Linked DNA regions of Sus scrofa: region 2 is linked to region 1. The links are chromatin contacts, called in public promoter capture Hi-C maps. All regions are on one chromosome and are shown on one strand. Each heading gives the region's core, a stretch centred on a gene start, on an enhancer-like site or on the middle of the called end of the contact. The rest is flanking DNA. Distances are from core to core; before and after follow the strand shown.

What was found. Promoter capture Hi-C pulls out the DNA fragments that hold promoters and counts their contacts.
Region 2: a promoter capture Hi-C map of fetal liver shows a contact between it and region 1, with 2.7 times the contacts expected there. The contact joins two enhancer-like sites. A contact is called at or near these places in 3 of 5 promoter capture datasets (fetal liver and liver), 25 of 47 Hi-C or Micro-C datasets (alveolar macrophages, blood, brain and 15 more) and 1 of 2 datasets of contacts at active chromatin or transcription factors (skeletal muscle).

What each region holds. Positions count from the first base shown.
Region 1 is chr14:42,992,571-42,997,501 of Sscrofa11.1, reverse strand. All of the region lies in intron 1 of KIAA1671, which reads right to left. Among named protein-coding and RNA genes, the nearest start is that of TMEM211, 7.1 kb to the right of the region's middle. Within about 2 kb of position 2,256, at least 61 of the 83 cell types and tissues checked have an H3K27ac peak or open chromatin away from gene starts, as enhancers often do. A contact at or near this core is called in fetal liver, where this site is marked.
Region 2 is chr14:43,062,450-43,067,380 of Sscrofa11.1, reverse strand. The region is part of intron 7 of KIAA1671; the gene reads right to left. Among named protein-coding and RNA genes, the nearest start is that of TMEM211, 77 kb to the right of the region's middle. Within about 2 kb of position 2,685, at least 4 of the 83 cell types and tissues checked have an H3K27ac peak or open chromatin away from gene starts, as enhancers often do. A contact at or near this core is called in fetal liver, where this site is marked.

The sequences.
Region 1 (4,931 bases), core at 1,007-3,506:
AGTGATTGACTTAAGGTGCTGGCTCACGTGCCCAGACACTGTCCTGAATGAAACCCTGTACTTCCCTAGGGTAACTGCACTCTTGTCAAGCATGCAAATCCTTTAAAAAGGACTCCCCCTAAAACCACCAGGACGGCAGCTAGTGTCTGCACAACTACCCCTGGAGCGGTCCCAGGGATGAGACTCCAGCGTCTGGGGGTGAACACATGTTTGTCCAGGAGCTTCGATGGATTAGCAAAGGGAAAGCTGGGCCCAGGGAGAAGCCTTGTCCAACTGTCCTGGTTACTGATTAGCCAAGCCCTAGAGCTTCTCTCTGCAAGGGGGATCAGAGGGGCAATTATATTCCTTTGGAAGAAAGACCAAGTTAAATATCTCTCTAATCCTGCAGTTTAAAAAGACAGCAAGTTGGGTTTCTGCAGCCTTCCCTCAAATACCCTGGGGAATGGGGCAGGGGCTAAGACCTCCGCAAGGAGAAGCCACAGAAGGAGGACCCACTAATATTTACAGAGCCCTTACCTATTATATCTATTAATCCTGCCAGTCACCCAAAAGAAAGAGAAGGGTGACCCCCCACTCCATTTTGCCCAGAAGGGAGACCTGAGCTCAAAGAGGTTAAGTGTTTTGTCCAAGATCCAAAGAAGCTGAAAAGAAAAAGCACTTTCTTTGTGCAACAGGTACAGTCCATTCCCTTCCAAAAGGTAATGGCAGCTCCTAGCTAGAGAAAGTTCAGTCCCGCGGGCAGGAAGCCCTGGCCACCTAGGCGGCGCGCGAGGGCACACACCCCACTGCGGACCGACGGAGATCAGGGTTTCAGGGCGCGGCGCCCAACTCCGAGCCAAGGGTGTGCTAGGAGGGTGTGGAAAGGTCAGGCCCGGGTCGGGGGTCAAAGAGACGCTTCCGTTCCCTGGGGCCCTGCCTGTAGCCCCACTTGGCGCCACCAGCGGGGTGATGGCCACTCAAGCTGACTGGGGAGCGGAGGAGATGGAGCCTTAATCCCATCAGGGCACCTCTGCCCTGGGAAGCGCGCAGAGGGGAGCGCAGGCCCGCGGGCGGCGGGGGGGGGGTGCGTTTGGAGCCCCAGAGCCCTTGGGGCCCGGTGAGCTGCTCTCTCCACCCCCACTGCTGCCCGCTGGATCCCTTTACCCCGGGCTCGGCCTCGATCCATACCCCGCATCCCAGTGTCCACCTCCTGGGCCTCCAACCCTCACGGACGTCCAGAGCCTAGTAGTTCCAGGCTGGGTAGCCCGGATCTCCAGCGATCCTCCAGCCCCCCGCCACCAGATCTCCTCTAGGAATCACTCCTAAGGCTCGGACCAGTGAGGAGTGGGGTAAAGGAATCAACTAGCTCCCAGTTTCAAATCACCGTCCAGTCACCCCCAGGCTGGGGGTCGAATGGGGACTGCAGGCCACCGGCGCCAGATCACTCCTGGGATCGACTTCCAAGTCTTCAGCCAGGTGGCGCGGGATCCACTGGCTCCCCAGTGCGGGATCTTCTCGAGGGATCCACTCCCAAGTCTCGAGAGACAGATCTCCTGGCTACCAAATCGGGGCGCCCCCTCCTCGAAGACCCAGAGCCGGGGGAGATCCACCGGGTCCCCACCTCTTCCCCGGCTAACTTTGCCAACTTTTCTCCCGGGGCCTTAGCCAAGCCGAAACTTGGCGGCCATCGCCGGCCGCCTCCTCCCCAGCCCCTCTCAGGCCGGGGACCCGGGGCGGATGGCCAGCCCCCATCCACCGCCGCCGCCGCGCAACCTACCCTGGAGCCGCCGCCGCCTGCCCGCGCCGCGCCGCCACCTGCCCGGAGCCCGCGACACCTGCCCGCGCAGCCCGCGGCCCAGCGCAGCCTACCCTGCTGGGGGCGGGGCCTCGGCGGGGGAAGCGCCCCGTCACCATGGGAACCGCGGCCGGCGGCGCTTGCGCGGAGGGCCCCGGGGCGGAGCGCGGCCGGCGGGATCAGTCTCTCGGGCTGGTGCCTGGGTCGGGGGGCGGTCAGGCAGGTCAGAGGTCGCGAGTTTGCCCCGACACTTCTCCCAGAAGGGCTCCCGGATCCGGCCCCGTCGCGCTGGATTCAGAATGTTGTTCACGATCCCCATCCACCTTCCGGGGATCATTCCCCGGCTCTGGCCGGGGTTCCCCCCGCAAAGGACACCGACCTGCCGCGGAGTCTGCGCCCGCGAGAGCCTAATGCAGTTGGGGAACTTTAGAGGCGCTTGGTAAAGCCTCGCCTATTGAATTGCTTGGGCTGCTGTCGCTGACAGGGGAGCGAACGAGGTCTACATGTAGCTCTCGCGCTGCTCTGTGGCGAGCAGGGAATTGCACGCAAGGTCGGGGGACCTGGGATAGTTTGTTCACTCCGCTGGGGCGCCTACTGTATGCCATGACTGCTGCCATTGTGTTGAGGTGGATGTGAGGGGTGAGGTGTATAGAGACTTATTGGACAAGTTGAGAAAATCATAGGAAGTCTTTCCTGAACGACAAGATGTCTGTTTTGCTATCCTTTACTCATTTCATTCCATAGGTCTTTATTAAGCATCTACAGTATGCTTGACTCCAGGGACCCAGTGGTGAAGCAATTAGCAAAATCCAGGCTCTCAAGAGCTTACATACGTTTTAAACAATATTTCCACAAATAAGTTGAATTGTATTTGTTACTCGTGCTTCCTTCCTTAGGAAGGAATTGTATGGATACTGAATTACTGAAGAACCTAAACTCAAACATGCATTTACTGTCAGTCAGTCCTCAAAAAAGTCAAAGAGAGGGAGTTCCCGTTGTGGCGCAGTGGTTAACAAATCCGTCTAGGAACCATGAGGTTGCAGGTTCGATCCCTGGCCTTGCTCAGTGGGTTAAGGATCTAGCGTAGCGGTGAGTTGTGTAGGTCGCAGACGTGGCTCCGATCCAGTGTTGCTGTGGCTCTGGCGTAGGCCAGTGGCTACAGCTCAGGTTAGACCCCTAACCTGGGAACCTCCATATGCCGCAGGGAGGGCCCTAAAAAGACAAAAGACAAAAAAAAAAAAAAAAAGAGAGAGCACGCTGTGTGGCTTGAGGAGAATTAGCATGGAGTTCTCTTACCTCATTTTCAATTTGTGTGTTTGTGTGTGTGAGAAGCCACAGCTGCTATAGGAAATATATATCCATTGTATCTTTTAACCTACACTTTCGAAGTAAGGATCAGCACTCCATTATGTTACCAAGGAGCAGCCTGAGGCTCCCTAAGAGACTTTCCCATAGTGACAAAACCCAGAAATGGTGAGATAGAGGCCCCATGAAGTCTTACATCCTAGAATAATCTCCTGTATCATCTGAATGAATGAAGCCATCAATAGGACCCAACTCCGTGGCTTTTAAATACAACTATGACTCCCAGGATGGGATCTTCGAGGTAGGGGACAGAGAATGGTTGGGTTGAAAGCTGAAATGCCCCAAAATTCCACCTTTAAGCAGGGCTTTTACATTATGAGTATACTATATGAACAAAGGCAAATCACTGTTGACTCTCTGCTGCCCTCTCCAGAACTTCTGGAGACAGAGGCTCTTGTCTAGTTAGTTAACTCCTGATTCTCAGGCCTTGAGCAGGGCTTGACAATGGTAAGTGCTCAATAAATACTGCATTTAATAATTACCAGGTTAATGCATGAATGGCCAAGAACTGACAGGGTACCTTCTGCTGCCTCTCCTCCCTAACTTTATCGGAACTTACTGTCTCTCCTCAGCAAATTTCAGTTAACCAGAATGTATGGGCTGAGGGTTCTCTTGAATTATTATCCCTCTCACCTCCCCATCTGGCTCAGTCCTGCATCTTGGCATCTCTTCTCTATCCCACAACTTAAGCAGGGGGAAGGGAGAAAACTGTTCTTTTTCTGCCATTCCTCACAGGGGCCCCCAGTGCAGATGTGTCCCCAACCCTAGCCAGCCCACCCCCAACTCTGCACCACAAGAAATGCCCACCTCAGGCCCAGTGTCAGTTCTTCTACCCCCATCAAGCTTTTGGGGGTGGGGTGGTGGGGGGAAATAGCTCAGACATGCCAAACTACAACTCCCAGATTCCTCCTGGCCCCAGAAGGGGTAGGACTTCCTGGTTCAGCCCCACCTTAGCTGATTCTCCCTGCATTCCTGTGTCTTCCCGCCCAGGTGGGAGGCTGCCAGCCAGCACACAGCCAGAGAGGACACCCTGACTAAAGAGGTGTCAGGTTGTACATTGTTTTCAGAGCCAACACCCCACCCCCCACTCCCAGCCCTGGCTTTTCTTTTCCTGAGGTTAGAGGACAGTGCCACTCAGGGACTTTCTCAGAATCCCTTATCTGCCTTCGTCTGCCCCCTCTTCCAGGAAGGTTGTCCTGCTTTGGCATCTCTATTCTCAGACTCTGGCAGCTCTGTCCAATGGAACTTTCTGCAGTGATGGAGATGTTTTATATCTGCATTGTCCAACATTAGCCACAGATGACTACTGAGTGCTTGAAATTCAGTCAGTGTGAACAAAGAGCTGAATTTTTCAATTTTATAATTTTAAATCTAAACAACCACACAAGGCTACAGTTACCATATTGACCAGGAAAGCTCTAGAACTCAGGCCCTCCTTGGTAAGGACATATTCATGCATTTTCATTGGTATATATCCATCCATTTTGTTTCTTCTGCAATTTACCTGCTCCTTGAGGGTGAGAGCCAGTATGTTCTTTGAAATGTTTTGTCTCAACACCAGGCCTTTGCCCACACCATGCCCTTTGTCAGGAATGCTTTGCCCTGCACTTGCCCATCATCTTTAAGAACACATGTCCTTCGAGTTTTAGCTTTAACGTCAACTCCTCTGAGAAGCCAACCCTGACTACCATCCCTGACCCCCATGCCAAAGCCTCTGAGTCTTCCAGCCCCAACGAGGCACTAGTGACACTGTAGCATAATTGCCCAATTACTTCTCTTCTGTCTCACTTTC
Region 2 (4,931 bases), core at 1,436-3,935, 69 kb before region 1:
AAAAAAAGAAATATAACATGAATTATATCTCAACTTTTAAAAAAACCACCATGAGATACAACTTCACATCCATTAAGATGGATAGAATCAAAAAGACAGATGATCAAAAACAAGGGAGTTCCTGCTGTGGCACAGCAGAAACGAATCTGATTAGTATCCATGAGGATGCAGGTTTGATCCCTGGCCTCCCTCAGTGAGTTAAGGATCTGGCATTGTCATGAGCTGTGGTGTAGGTCACAGACGAGGCTTGGCTCCGCATTGCTGTGGCTGTGACGTAGGCTGGCACCTGTAGCTCCAGTCTGACCCTTAGTCTGGAAATTTCCTATGCCACAAGTGCAGCCCTAAAAAGAAAAAAAAGACAGATGATTGCTAATTATTGGAGAAATGTAAATCAAACCTACAATGAGGTACCACCTCATACTGGTTAGAATGGCCATCATTAAAAAGGCTACAAATAACAAATGCTGCGGAGGGTGTGGAGAAAAGGGAACCCTCCTGCACTGTTGGTGGGAATGTAAATTGGTACAACCTCTATGGAAAACAGTATGGAGGTTCCTCACAAACTAAAACTAGAACTACGGTATATGATCCAGCAATCCCACTCCTGGGCATATACCCAGACAAAACTATAACTGGGAAAGATACATGCACCTCCATGGTCATAGCAGCACTACTCACAACAGCCCAGATATGGAAACAACCTAAATGTCCACTGACAGATGAATGGATAAAGAAGAGGTTTACATATACACAATGGAATTACTACTCAGGCATAAAAAAAGAACGAAAAATGCAATTTGCAGCAACATGGATGCAACTAGAGATTATCATACTAAGTGAAGTCAGAAAGAGAAAGACAAATGCCATATGATTATCACATATGTGAAATCTAAAATATGGCACAAATGAACCTATCTACAGAACAGAAACAGACTCACAGACATAGAGAACAGACTTGTGGTTATCAAGGGGGAGGGGATTGGGGGAGGGACAGACTGGGAATGGGGGTTAGTAGATGTAAGCTATCACATGTAGGATGGGTAAACGACAAAGCCCTACTCTATAACAAAGGGAACTATATATTCAATATGCTATGATAAACCATAGTGGAAAAGAAAATATTTTAAAAAGAATGTATATGGTATATGTGTGTGTGTGATACATATATATATATCACTTTGCCGTACAGGAGAAATTAACACAACATTGTAAATCAACTACAATTTTTTTAAAAAGACACATGATAACAAATGTTGGTAGGATGTAGCAAAATTAGAACCCTCGTACACTGCTAGTGGAAATGTGAAATGGTACAGCTGCTCTGAAAAACAGTCTGGCAGTCCCTCAAAGGTGAAATCTGGGGTTATTACCATATGACCCAGCAATGCCACTCCCAGGTATAAAGCCAAAGAAATGAAAGGCCTAGGTTCACCCAAAAACATGTACATATGTGTTCAGAGCAGCATCCCCTGTAAGAGCCAGAGTGGGAACAAGCCAGATGCCCATCACTGACGAATGGGCAAATAAAATGGGCACATCTACACAACAGAATGTTATTCAGCCATAAAAGGAAGGGAGTGCTGATAGATGCCACAATATGGATGAACCTTGAAAACATTACACTAAGTGAAAGAGGCCAGTCCCAAAGGACCCCATATTGTGTGATTCCGTTTATATGAAATGTCCTATGAAATGCCTATTCTGGCAAATCTATAGAGACAGAAAGTGGATGAATGGCTGCCCAGGACTGGAGGGTATTAGAGAAACAAGAAATGCCTGCGTGGTAGGTGCAAGGCTTTCCGGGGTGTGTGGGGGGTGATGAAGATATTTAAAAATTGGGTGTGATAATGGTTGGAGAACTCTGTGAATACACTAAAAGCCATCGATTGTACATTTTAAGTGGGTGACTTCCATGGGCCATTAATAATATCTCAATAAAGCTGTACCTCATTGCTGCAAACCCTCCCTCCACGGCCACCACTGTGATGCAAGCCCTGTCACCTCTTGTCTGAGGACCACGGCAGCCTCTTCACTGGCCTCCCTGCTTCCAGCCTCACCCAGGGAGCAGCCAGGGGTCTCCCTGAGACACAGATGGTGAACCTGTTAGCTCCCTTATGCTCCGGCCCCTCCTCACCTCTCCGTCTCAGCTCTGGGGGGCACCCCAGGGCCCACTGTGGTCCCTCCAGCATCCCCAGGACCAACTCATCCCCCTGCTGGGCTTTCTTCTCTGGCTGCTTCTGCCTCCCCTCCCCCCACCCCTCCCTCCGAAGACCTTCACCGGCCTGGGTCTTTTTAAGCATCGCTCACCTGGCATCTGTCAGGTCCCTTCCCGTGAGACCACCCCTTAGAAGAAGGGGTGACAGGGAGGTTACTCTATCTCCCCGGGGCTTACCATTCTCTCAATGACCCCACCCACTCACTGTGCTTGCCCTTCTGGACCAGCGCTGTCCACTGGAACATTCTGCGATTGTGGCAATGCTCTCGATCCAGGCTGCCCAAGGCCATGGTCATGGGCCCCTTGTGGCTTTGGAGCACGTGGATGTGTCCAGTGCAACTGAGAAACTGAACTTCGGACCTTACTTAATTGTAACTAATTTAAATGTAAAGAACCACACGTGGCCAGTGGCTGCCGTGTGCAGCCTGACACAGTGGACTGGGCCCTCCCAGCAGCCCCAGCACCCAAAACAGGGCCTGGTGTTGGAGACCACTGAACTGCTGAACTCTCTGCAGAAGGCAAATATCTGCTGACACAGAGTTCTAAAGTACAGGGTCTCCTTCAAAGACAAGATAAGGGAGCTATGCATAAACCAAGCTATTCTATGAGCAGCTGCACTACGCCCTAGAGGGATGCACCAGTGCTAATAGTTTCCTTTGTTATTCACTAAGCGGTAGCTTTGTCACTGCCTCAGCCTGCTCATGCTCACAAATCTACACATGGTACCTTCCTTAATAAGTTTTGTGGGCTAAAGCCCAGCGCCTTTGTTCTGCTGAACGGAGTGCCTCCTGGTCCCCCACTTTCTAGATGTAGAAGAAAGAGTCTTGTGTGTTTTGTTATACCGCACCATCCCCCTTCCAGGATTCCCCGTTGCCCTGCAGCGCTGGACGCGGCAGCCTGGCACTGGGTTCATTTGTACATCTATTCAATGAATGGCACAATGGAGGCTGACCCTAAGTGCACCCCTCGGATTTCCTCAAACCTTCTTCACGTCAGGCCCTGAGCCGGGCACCTGACTATAGGATAAATCTCCAGCAAGTCCGTGAGGCAAACAGGATTCCTTCTTCACAGATGAAGAGACTGAGGCTCAGAGAGGCTGGGCAAGGCTCCTGCTGTCACACAACTGATAAGTCACAAAGCTAGGTCTGACCAATGTCGGATCTGCCCTGTTTGCAGTTGGGGGCTATTTCCAGGGAAAAATCAAATCATAAAAGTAGAAAGCGTTCATCTTCCTAATAAAGAACTCCTCTTCCAAAAGAAAAGGGGCAGAACTCAAGCAAGCTGATTACAGGAGGGAAGTACAAATGGCCTCATACACAAGCGACAAGATGAGGGGGACGACAGGACGTGAACTGGTACAGTTCCAGTGCAGGGCATGCTGGCACGGTCCAGCGAAATCACAATCCCTCCCCTCCTTGGACGGGCAGTCACCATTCTGAACCCTCAGATACACCTGCACATACGTGGTTTGTAAATACTAGGAGATGGGAAATATCACCCATGCTGCTCTACTATGCAGCCATCAGAAATAATGAGGATGCAGGCTCTCTGCAGGCTGAAGGCACAAACTCTGCAAGATGCTTTATCTGGAGGGGAAAAAAAAGGCAGGTGGCAGATCTGTGGGTTCAGCAGGGGCCCTCCACCCAAGAATCCCCAGGGGAGCTTTTAAGACTAACAAAGGCAGGCCCCACCCAGAGACTTGAGCCACAATGGTCTGGGGGAGGGGAGGCCCCTGACCTGCTGTCTTTTAGGATGCCCTGGGCTACTCTTGCTGGCAGCCAAAGGTTCAACCAGTTGTATAGGATGCGCTCTTTTGTGGGAAAAGGAGGCGAAAATAAGACTATATGTTCATATTTGCTTGTATTTTTGTAAAGAAACTCTAAAAGAATTTGGACAGAAAGGAATATGATTATTGGATGAAAAGGAATGGGCGGATGGAGAATGCCAGGTCTGGGGGAATTTCTGCTTTGTGTTTTTGGAGTCACGTGAAGATATTCTCCTCAAAAGGAAAACAGAATCATTTGATTAAATGGAAGACTATAATCGGGCCTGGGGCAAAGTTTTGATGAACGTTAAGTGAAAAAGGAAGAAAAAGAGTGAGAGGAAGGGAGGGATGGAGGGAGGAAGGAAGGAATCACTTGAGTTGCAGTCACACACCCCGTGTGGGGCGCACGAGCAGAACTGCCTGTCAGTCAAGAAATCCTCACCCAAGGAAGCAAAGCTGTGCCTCCAGATGCTCAATGAAGCCCTAAATCTCAACTCAATCCAAATGTCTATCAACAAGAGTCTGGATAAAAACATTTGGGCCCAGACCCATAATAAAATACCTGGGAGCCATTAAAAATAAAAAGGTGATTATGCTCTACATATTAGGTATATGCACGATTATGCATCATGTATGCACGATTATGTTAAATTTTAAAAAGGAAGTCATCAGGGTATATATCTGAAAAAAGAAACATAAACCCTAACTCGAAAACATCCCTGCACCCCAATGTTCACAGCAGCATTATTTACAATTGCCAAGGTATGGAAGCAACCTAAGTGTTCATGGACAAATGAATGGATAAAGAAGATGCGGTATATATACAATGAAATTAAAAAGAATGACATGTTGCCATTCACAGCAGCATGGTTGGACCTGGAAGGCATTATGCGAAGTGAGTTAAGTCAGACGGAGAAAGACAAATACTGTATCACATCACTTATGTATGGA